Regions from separate parts of the Rattus norvegicus genome. Here region 2 is linked to region 1. A link is a contact called in public Hi-C data. All regions are on one chromosome and are shown on one strand. Each heading gives the region's core, a stretch centred on a gene start, on an enhancer-like site or on the middle of the called end of the contact. The rest is flanking DNA. Distances are from core to core; before and after follow the strand shown.

Evidence for each region. A called contact is a pair of places that touch in the nucleus more often than the background predicts.
Region 2: a contact with region 1 is called in a Hi-C map of liver, with 3 times the contacts expected there. The contact joins two enhancer-like sites. A contact is called at or near these places in 6 of 12 Hi-C or Micro-C datasets (the A7r5 cell line, frontal cortex, kidney and 3 more).

Annotation. Positions count from the first base shown.
Region 1 is chr3:125,912,623-125,916,702 of GRCr8, forward strand. No RefSeq gene overlaps it. Among named protein-coding and RNA genes, the nearest start is that of Srp14, 15 kb to the left of the region's middle. Within about 2 kb of position 2,114, at least 27 of the 93 cell types and tissues checked have an H3K27ac peak or open chromatin away from gene starts, as enhancers often do. A contact at or near this core is called in the A7r5 cell line and liver, where this site is marked.
Region 2 is chr3:125,951,946-125,956,025 of GRCr8, forward strand. It overlaps Bmf (Bcl2 modifying factor), which reads right to left. Exons shown (of 5, transcript NM_139258.2): 5 at 1,521-4,080. Among named protein-coding and RNA genes, the nearest start is that of Bmf, 20 kb to the right of the region's middle. Within about 2 kb of position 2,311, at least 15 of the 93 cell types and tissues checked have an H3K27ac peak or open chromatin away from gene starts, as enhancers often do. A contact at or near this core is called in the A7r5 cell line and liver, where this site is marked.

The DNA of each region.
Region 1 (4,080 bases), core at 864-3,363:
TAACACATTCATCACGAGTCTCAAATGCCCCGCCTCCCTGCTTTTTTTTTAGCTCATGCTTGTAGGGAACAGAGGGACACCCAAGTGAAATCCTGACTGAATGAGTATCGCTAATGTGGGGATACCCATGTCAAGGATTATAGACTCAGACCCATAGAAAAATAGCAGTCTCCATCTCCTGCCAGGGTGGGCCTCAGAGGGAACTGGGAAAAGCCTTCACTTCTGGTCCATGTGTGGATGTTGACAGTGCATACAGAAATGTTCATCATAGCTTTATCCCACCAACACCTCCATGTTCAGGGCCTTAAGAATGTTCCTCTACAGGGGTTGGGGATTTAGCTCAGTGGTAGAGCGCTTGCCTAGGAAGCACAAGGCCCTGGGTTCGGTCCCCAGCTCTGAAAAAAAAAGAAAAGAAAAAAGAATGTTCCTCTACAGAGACCGGACCTGCCGAGTTAGCTAGACTTGATCCAGTATACATTAATCTTGCCTCCTTGCTTATCTGTCTGTATTAACATCGCCTCCTCCTTCAGCCGTACACGGTAACTTCCTGTTCAAGTCTATATAATAGTCACTGAGCTTCCAGAGCGCTGTGGTTTCTCCATCCAAGAGCCCGGTCCACCCAGCCCAACTTCCTGTATGGTATGTCTGTGTGTCTGTCTTTTTGTCATTCCCTTGCTGTCCACCTCAGGTCAAGTTCCAAGGACTTAACACATGCTTACGTTGAACATCATTCCCCTGCCTCTGCCTTTTGAGTACTGAGAGTGTTCTTCTGCACCTAGCTCTCACTCTCTCTCTCTAAGAAACAGGCAATGCTGGGTGAAGGAGAGATTTGAATGTGGCACCTCAGATGCCAGTGTTTGGGGGAGATACATAGGATTTCCTGTAGCCTACAGACTGTACCCCATAAACAGCCCCTGGTCCCATGTGTCTTGTACAGAAGCAGGGTTGGGGCAGCGCTCATGCAGGGTGTACCACGCACCGTACAAAGGAAACTGAGGCCAAGTCAGGGATGCCTGGTTGTTATACAAGCAGCCCTGTCCAGAGTACCCTGCCATGTGAAGGCTCTTGCTCCCCTCCCGGCCTTTTTTGCCCTACGCTGTTAGTGGGTGGGAGTCAGGGTCCTTTACTGATGATGTCTGGGGTCCCAAATTTATTTGTTTGTTTTCAAGGCAGGTTCTTACTGCATAGCTCTGGCTGTCCTAGAACTCACTATGGAGAACAAGATGGCTTGGAACTCAGGAGATCTACCTGCCACTGCCTCCCGAGTGCTGAGATTAAAAGAGTGTGCTGCCATGCCTGAGGGTCCCAAGTTTAAACTTTCCAGCTTGAAAGGAAATGGCAGGAAATAATTCACTGAGGATTCCGGTACAGATCACTCCCCGGGCTAACTCCCAAAGCGAGAGATACTCTCATGTAATCACTCAACCTCAGTAGACCACTCTGAGAGGTGAACAGGTGCAGATTTATTCAGGGAAAACAGACACAGAAGCAGACTGCCCATCTGAAATTATGTCAGTGGATCACAAACCAGCTGAGTCACAAGACTAGAACTGGAAACACAAAGGCCCCTGAAGATCTTTCTAGTCCAACCTTTTACTTTTCTACTATTCTTTCGGGGGTTGGGAGCAGGGGTTGGCTGACTTGGTTTGTGTTTTTGTGTTTGTGTTTGTGTTTGTGTTTGTGTTTGTTTTGTTTGAACTGGGTTTCATTAGGCAGCCTTGGCTGTCCTGGAACTCACTCTGTAGACCAAGCTGGCTTCAAACTCAAGAGACCTGCCTGCCTCTGCCTCCCAAGTGCTAGGATTGAGGATGTGAACCACTGCACCCGGCTTCCTCCTAGTTAACAGAATTCTTAGGAAAACAGAATGGGGTTCAGAAGGAAGAGTAGACACTGGGAGCCTTGAGGTCCAGGACTGAGGAGTAACCGCCCTTCACACACTCTGAATCCCCACCTTCTTAGGGTAGCCAGGATGGAGGCTTAGGCTCCTTTCCAGGAGACAACTCAGGTTGTCTCGGGGCAGGTGGGCCTGTAGGTCAGCCTCAGCCACCACTGGGAAGGAGAAGAGGCAGTTGCAGGCCTCACACCACAGGCGCCAGGCCACAGATTAGAGGCAGCTTCCTGCTTGGCTCTTGTCCAAGGCCATTTCACAATTGGGGGAAGAGTGCAGGGCTGAGAGTACCAGGTTACTGCTCTCCCCACCCCCACTCCAGCCCTTCTCAGGCCCCCTAGGGAGCATGGGCCAGGCCCTGCTGCGAGTTCAGAGTGAAGAGAGTTGCAAGAAAGAAGACAGAGGCTGGAAACATTTGCAGACCCTCGAGAGTGGGATGGAGGGGCACTGCCACCTCTCTCCCTCCTCCCTCTCTGACCACCTGCAAACACTTACACAGCAGGGCTCCTTTTAAGGGTGGAGTGGTCAGCTCAGGTCATTCCCATAGCAACTCTCCTGCTGAGTCAGAGGGGTGCCTGGACAGCCAGGGGCCCATAAGTGCCACAAGAAACAAGGTCATGGTCAGCTTCCCATAAGGAGACAAAGTGCCTGGCAGACAGCATGTTCCACAGAAGAACGTGGTTCTTCATTTCAACATGCCTGAGGCCAACTGGCTCAGCTGACTGAATTCAGGCAGGAACCAAGACAGAGACATAAACGTGTGCTCAAGATTCACTGTGCCCTTGTTTATGTGGTCAGCTTTGTGCTGGTTCTGTGTGGGATTGAAGTAGGAGGCAGTGATAAAGCACCCAGAGTCTCCTGTCTGTCAGTCTTGAGGAAGAGACAGAACAAACCTAGGTGAAATGTCAAACCACAAGACAAGGCAGGAGGAGGCAGGGCCCATACTGGCATGCTACATGGTCAAGGAGAGCCACTAAGCAGAGAGAGACAGCCTGTGTGCAAATCTCAGGAAGAATGAACCAGAGGGAGACAGAGCAAAGAGAATCAGGCTGTGCAGAGAAGACAAGAGAAATCTTTCCCACAAGGAAAGGAGAAGGGGACAGGACTGAGTGAGCACATCTGGGGGACAAGGACCTGCTTCCCCAAGAGAGCTGGTGTGCCTTGAAGCCAAACGTGGCCAGCCATACACAGCTTCCTTGTTGAGACCTTTTTTTCCTAAAGCTGGCTCCCAGGTATCCACGGGAAGTGTCTGAGGAAGGTTACAGTTTAGAGGGTGAGTGTGTGTGTGTGTGTGTGTGTGTGTGTGTGTGTGTGTGTGTGTGTGTGTGTGTGTGTGTGAAGGCCAGGGAGACCAGTCTCTCCATCGCAGGAAGTGCTCTGACAACAGGAAGCAGCTGCAACATGCTCCAGGGTCCTACTAATGTCTCTCACTCGCCTACACTGACTGTTGTCCCCCGCCCCCAACTCTCACCCCCACAGAACAAACTGTTCTTCAAGAAACTCTGGGGACAGAGGGTTCACACCTGCTCCCAGGTCTGTTTGGGTAAGTCTTCATGAGCCCAGACTGAGAGCCCAGTAGAGCCCGGCTCAGCTCAGCCTTCCTCTCTCTCCCCCTATCTCCTCCCACCCCAGACCCAGGTACTGTACACTGGGACACGGAAGCCCAGACATTAGCTCCGGGAAAACTGGAAGAAAACACCTCATCCTGGGACTCTCAATAGTGTCTCCAAGTAGGCCTTAAACTTCAGGCCTCAGACTCGGAAGTCGGGCTGCTTGGCCATGAGAAGGAATCAAAGCACTGAGTTCTAAGCTGCACTCTCATTAATCAGTCCTGTGGTATTGGACCAGTTGCTTCCTGTCTGGCTCCTGTTTCTTCCTCTGCAACACGAGAAATTGGGATTGATGGATTCTAGGGTCCCTTTCGCTTTAAATTGTGCAGCTTCGACGTTCTGAGACTACTTTAGGGTGCTCACAGGGACTGGAGCTGAGAGGAAAATCAGGATCAGACTCCAGCTGAGGTCCATGTAGAGTAGAAATGAGCTCAAGGGGCTAAGTACAGCTTAGGAGCCATTACTATGCTAGCAGAGGGGCTGAGTGCCGTTCCCGGCGCTCACATCAGGTGAATCACAGCCTCTATAGCTCCAGCCCCAGGGACTCTGACCCCTTCTCCTGAACCCCATGGGCACCTGAAC
Region 2 (4,080 bases), core at 1,061-3,560, 40 kb after region 1:
CTAAACAGGACCCACAGCAGGTCTTCCTGAAGGACTTACAGAACTCTTGTCCAGAGCTGGAAATCACCTTTTAGAGTCTCACACATACACAAGAAAAAGTCCCTATGCACCAGCACATGACTCTGGCAGGCTACTTCCTGATTAATTATGTAAGTAATTTAAAACAGAGTCTTACTATGTAGCTTTTGGTGGTCTAGAACTTTCTATGTAAATGAAGCTAGCTAGCTTCTGCCTCCCACGTTCTGGGAATAAAGGTGTTGCCACCATGTCCAGGTTGCCTCTTATCTTTTCAAAAATTCTGCATGTGTGGCAGATACATGTGTGCATGTATGAGGAAAGGCATACGTACAGGCTGGAGGTCAAAGTTGGGGTGTCTGCTATTACTCTATACTTTATACCTATGTTTTAAAGATTTATTTTATTATCTGTTTATGTGGGGGCATGAGGCACACGAGCATGAGAGGCCACAGACATTGGTTCCCTCAGAAGTTGGATCATAGGCAGTTGTCAGCTGCCCAATGTGGGTAGTGGGAACCAAACTCAGGTACTCGGGAAGAGCAGCCAGCACTCTTAACAGCTGATATATCTCTCCAGCCACTAATTTTTCATCTAATTTTTTGAGACAGGGTCTGTCATTGAACCGGAAGCTTATCAACTAATTTACAAGTGGCTGGCCAGACAAGCCCCTGGGATCTTCTGCCCCTGGCCTTTGGAATGGGTCCTTAAGAGCTATACTTAGAGTCAATCGGTGACTGGGGGTGGCTGGGGGTGCACACCTTTAATCCCAGCCACTCAGGAGGCAAAGGCAGGCAGAAACTCTGAGTTTGGGGTTAGCCTGGTCTACAGAATGAGTTCAAGGACAGCCAGAGCTATCCCCATCTTTGTGAACTAGGGATTGAACCTGAGGCCTCATGCCTGCTTGCCTCTACCACCAAGTAATGTTCTCCAGTCCTTTGCTTTTACAACAGGGTCTTGGACTCTATAGCCCAGGCTAGGAATGTGCGATCTTCCTGCCTCAGTCTTCCAAGCAGCTGAGAGCATAGCTGCCTATGCTACCACATTACCCTGATAAAAAAGAACCCAGACTTCAGCTTGCCAGGGGCGATGAGTTGCCTGTCGAAAGGCAGGAGGCTCATCTCCACCACAGAAGCTGCCACTGCTGGGAGCCAGAGGTGGCAGGACCTGTGGCACATTCCCTTCAAGGCTTTGAGGCCAGCAGAGCCAGGGAGTAAGGGAAGGCTGAAGTTCTATTACTGGCAAGGTCATTCAGCAGGTGGAGACCAGAGCATGGACCCAAAGCCAGGCTGACCTCCCCAAAGCCCCTTTGTCCTGAGGCACTGGGCTTCTGTGGCCCTGCTACTGTGCAGCTAGACTGTTCTTCTCAACTCCAAGAAGTGACAGACGGTGACAAGGATCCAACATCTCTGTTGGTAACTCGGGATATCGGGGCAGAATCACGTTACGAGTGATTGACGCTCGCTCTTGTGTTTTTAACACACCTTAGGAAAATAAAGAACAGACTGATTTAAATGGTTTTATTAAAAACGGTACCACTTGATGGGTGAGAGGGTATTTACACATGTATACAAATAAAGAACCAAAACAGTCAAATATTATATACAGGTTAAAACATAACAGTCCCCATTCCTTTCCTTAAGGCAGAAATGCCCAGACCCCATGCCAACTGAACTGGGGATGGAGGAAATGCTACATCTCACTGGGTCTCCCCATGTCACTTGCTGTGGACCCAGAGAAGGGGTAGAGACAGACAGCTGTAGAGAGAGGGGCAGTGCAAGCTGGGGGCCACGTATCTCATAGCACCTTGGCCAAAGCTGGGCACTTATGGAAGAGACCAGCTTTGTTCTGCTGTTCCCGTGAGGCTCTGTCCCCTAGGCCTGCAGCCCACAGGGAGCCAGAGAAAGTTTAAATGCCTGTGGCTCCACCCTGTGTCCCTCTGGGTCCAGCCAGGGTATGAGGCCAGGATAGCCTGCCTCCACAAGTCTTATATTCACAGAGCCAGTTTGCTCCACTGGGGGAATGGTGGCCACAGTACTGATTCCCCCACATCCTGCAGAGCCACGAAGGCTGGGGTCTTTTGCTACTCCATGCACCCGTACCCACTCCCTCTCAAGTTCCCAGAAACGGAAGCTCTCACCAGAATATTCTCCTCACTGACCAGGACGGTCACAGTGACTTCACTACTTAGTTCCTGGAAAGCTTGGGGCAGACAGAGGCCTTGGCTAGACTGTCCCCAACACCCACTCCCTGCCATGCTTGAGGTTGGGCTTGGGTTTCGTGGCTGGGGCAGCAAGGCAGGCCAGCTGGGCCTCTCTGGACCCTGGAGACAAGCTCTGCCACACAGCTCTGGACACAGCCCATCCCCTGGGGCCTGAAGGAGGTCACCGGGAGGTGATCTTTTTCCACCTCTGATTAAGCAAGACAAGGCCACTGGGGACAACTGAACAGCACAGCCAAACTTTGAAACAGAGAGACAGGGCCAGGCACAGTGCCCACCCCCCACCCTCCTGTGTACCACCCCAGCCTCCCCGGGGGAGTCAGTGACTGGACTGGGGGGACGTTCCCCTCCAGATCTGTTCACTGGCTTTTAGAAATGCCCCTGGGGATTGTGAATTAGGAGATCAGTTCAGCCCCTGAATATGGGGCTTCTGTTCCTCTAGGCTATTTCGACACTGAGTTTCCCAGCCCCTCTCCCACCCCCATCCTCAGCACACCACAAAAGCCCTGCTGCCTTCAGCTGGTTACAGGTCACCACACAGGTCAGACCTTCCCTCCCTCTGAATCTGAATCTCCACTCTTCACTAGAGACAGCCAGGCTCCTGGAGTTGGGGAGAGGCAAAGGGGAGGGGCTGTCCTGGGAGACTCTAAAGCCAATTCAACAGGCAGAGATCACTGGCCAATTAGAGCAACCAGCCAGGGGGAACCTCTTGCCTCCTTGAGCTGGGCTTCCAGCTGCCTCCTAGATCTAGGGGTGGTGGGGTGGGGTGGGGGGAGGGAGCATATTTTTATTTATTTATATTTTCCAGTCCTGGGATCTATCCAAGGGTCTCTTGACTGACAGGCAAGCCCTTTATCTCTGAGCTTCAACTCCAGCCTGGATTCAGGTTGGTGGAAGATAAAAGAGGGTTTAAGTTTCACCCTGGCTTGCCCAAGTTAGTGAGGTTGGTCCTAGTTCGGCCCAAAGTGAAGACAGTGCATTCTGACCAGCTTCTGCCTGGTCCCAGGCTCAATGTTCAGGTCAAACTCTGGGCTCAGTTCTCAGGCCACAGGGTACCCAGCCTGTACCTGGCAAGGTTGCTGAAGCTGACAGCTAAGCCTTAGCTCAGATGGAAAGTCTACTAAATCAGGTTAAAGGTGACTGATGTACAAGGTTCTGTATGGGGAGGGGCACACATGTACCACCAAGAACATACCAGAAGCCTGCCTGCCTGCCTGCCTGCCTGTCCTAGCCTTGATCCAGGAAAGGGGCAGACCACATATGTCCCACACACATCTAAACGGCAGAGGGAGTGGGATGTAGGAAGGCTGGGCTTCACAATAATTAGTGTGCCTCGGAACCAGTCTTCATATTCATTTCTTGGATCCCCTCTCCTTGCAAACAGGAACCCAGTTTCTTAGCAGACGAACCATGGTATACACCCTGAGAAAATGACTGTGGCCAAGAAGAGGTAATATCTCCAGGTCATCTGAGCAGAAAAGCACAAAGGCTTGTACGCATGCTTTAAGTTCCTCCTCGGGACCACCGAGAGCACACAGTACCTCTGTGCAAATCAGGAAGCCATCCCTAACTCTGGGCAGACCCAGCCCACATCAGGATGTGCAGCCTAGAGAGCAGAGCACAGGCTGGACTTCAGCCTCTATGAGCCCCCTCTGTAGGCAGCCTTGTGCCATGAGAAACCTGCCCAAGTGTACGCCCAGGAGACCAGGTGCCCTTCTATGGTACTGAAGCCCCCACCCTCCTCTGCAGAAACTGGAGTCACTGGGCTTGTTCAATTCGAGAGTCTACTCTGAGTTTCTCCTCCAAGTTCCTTGAGTGACCCCGTGGTCTTCTTTGCTCAGGGA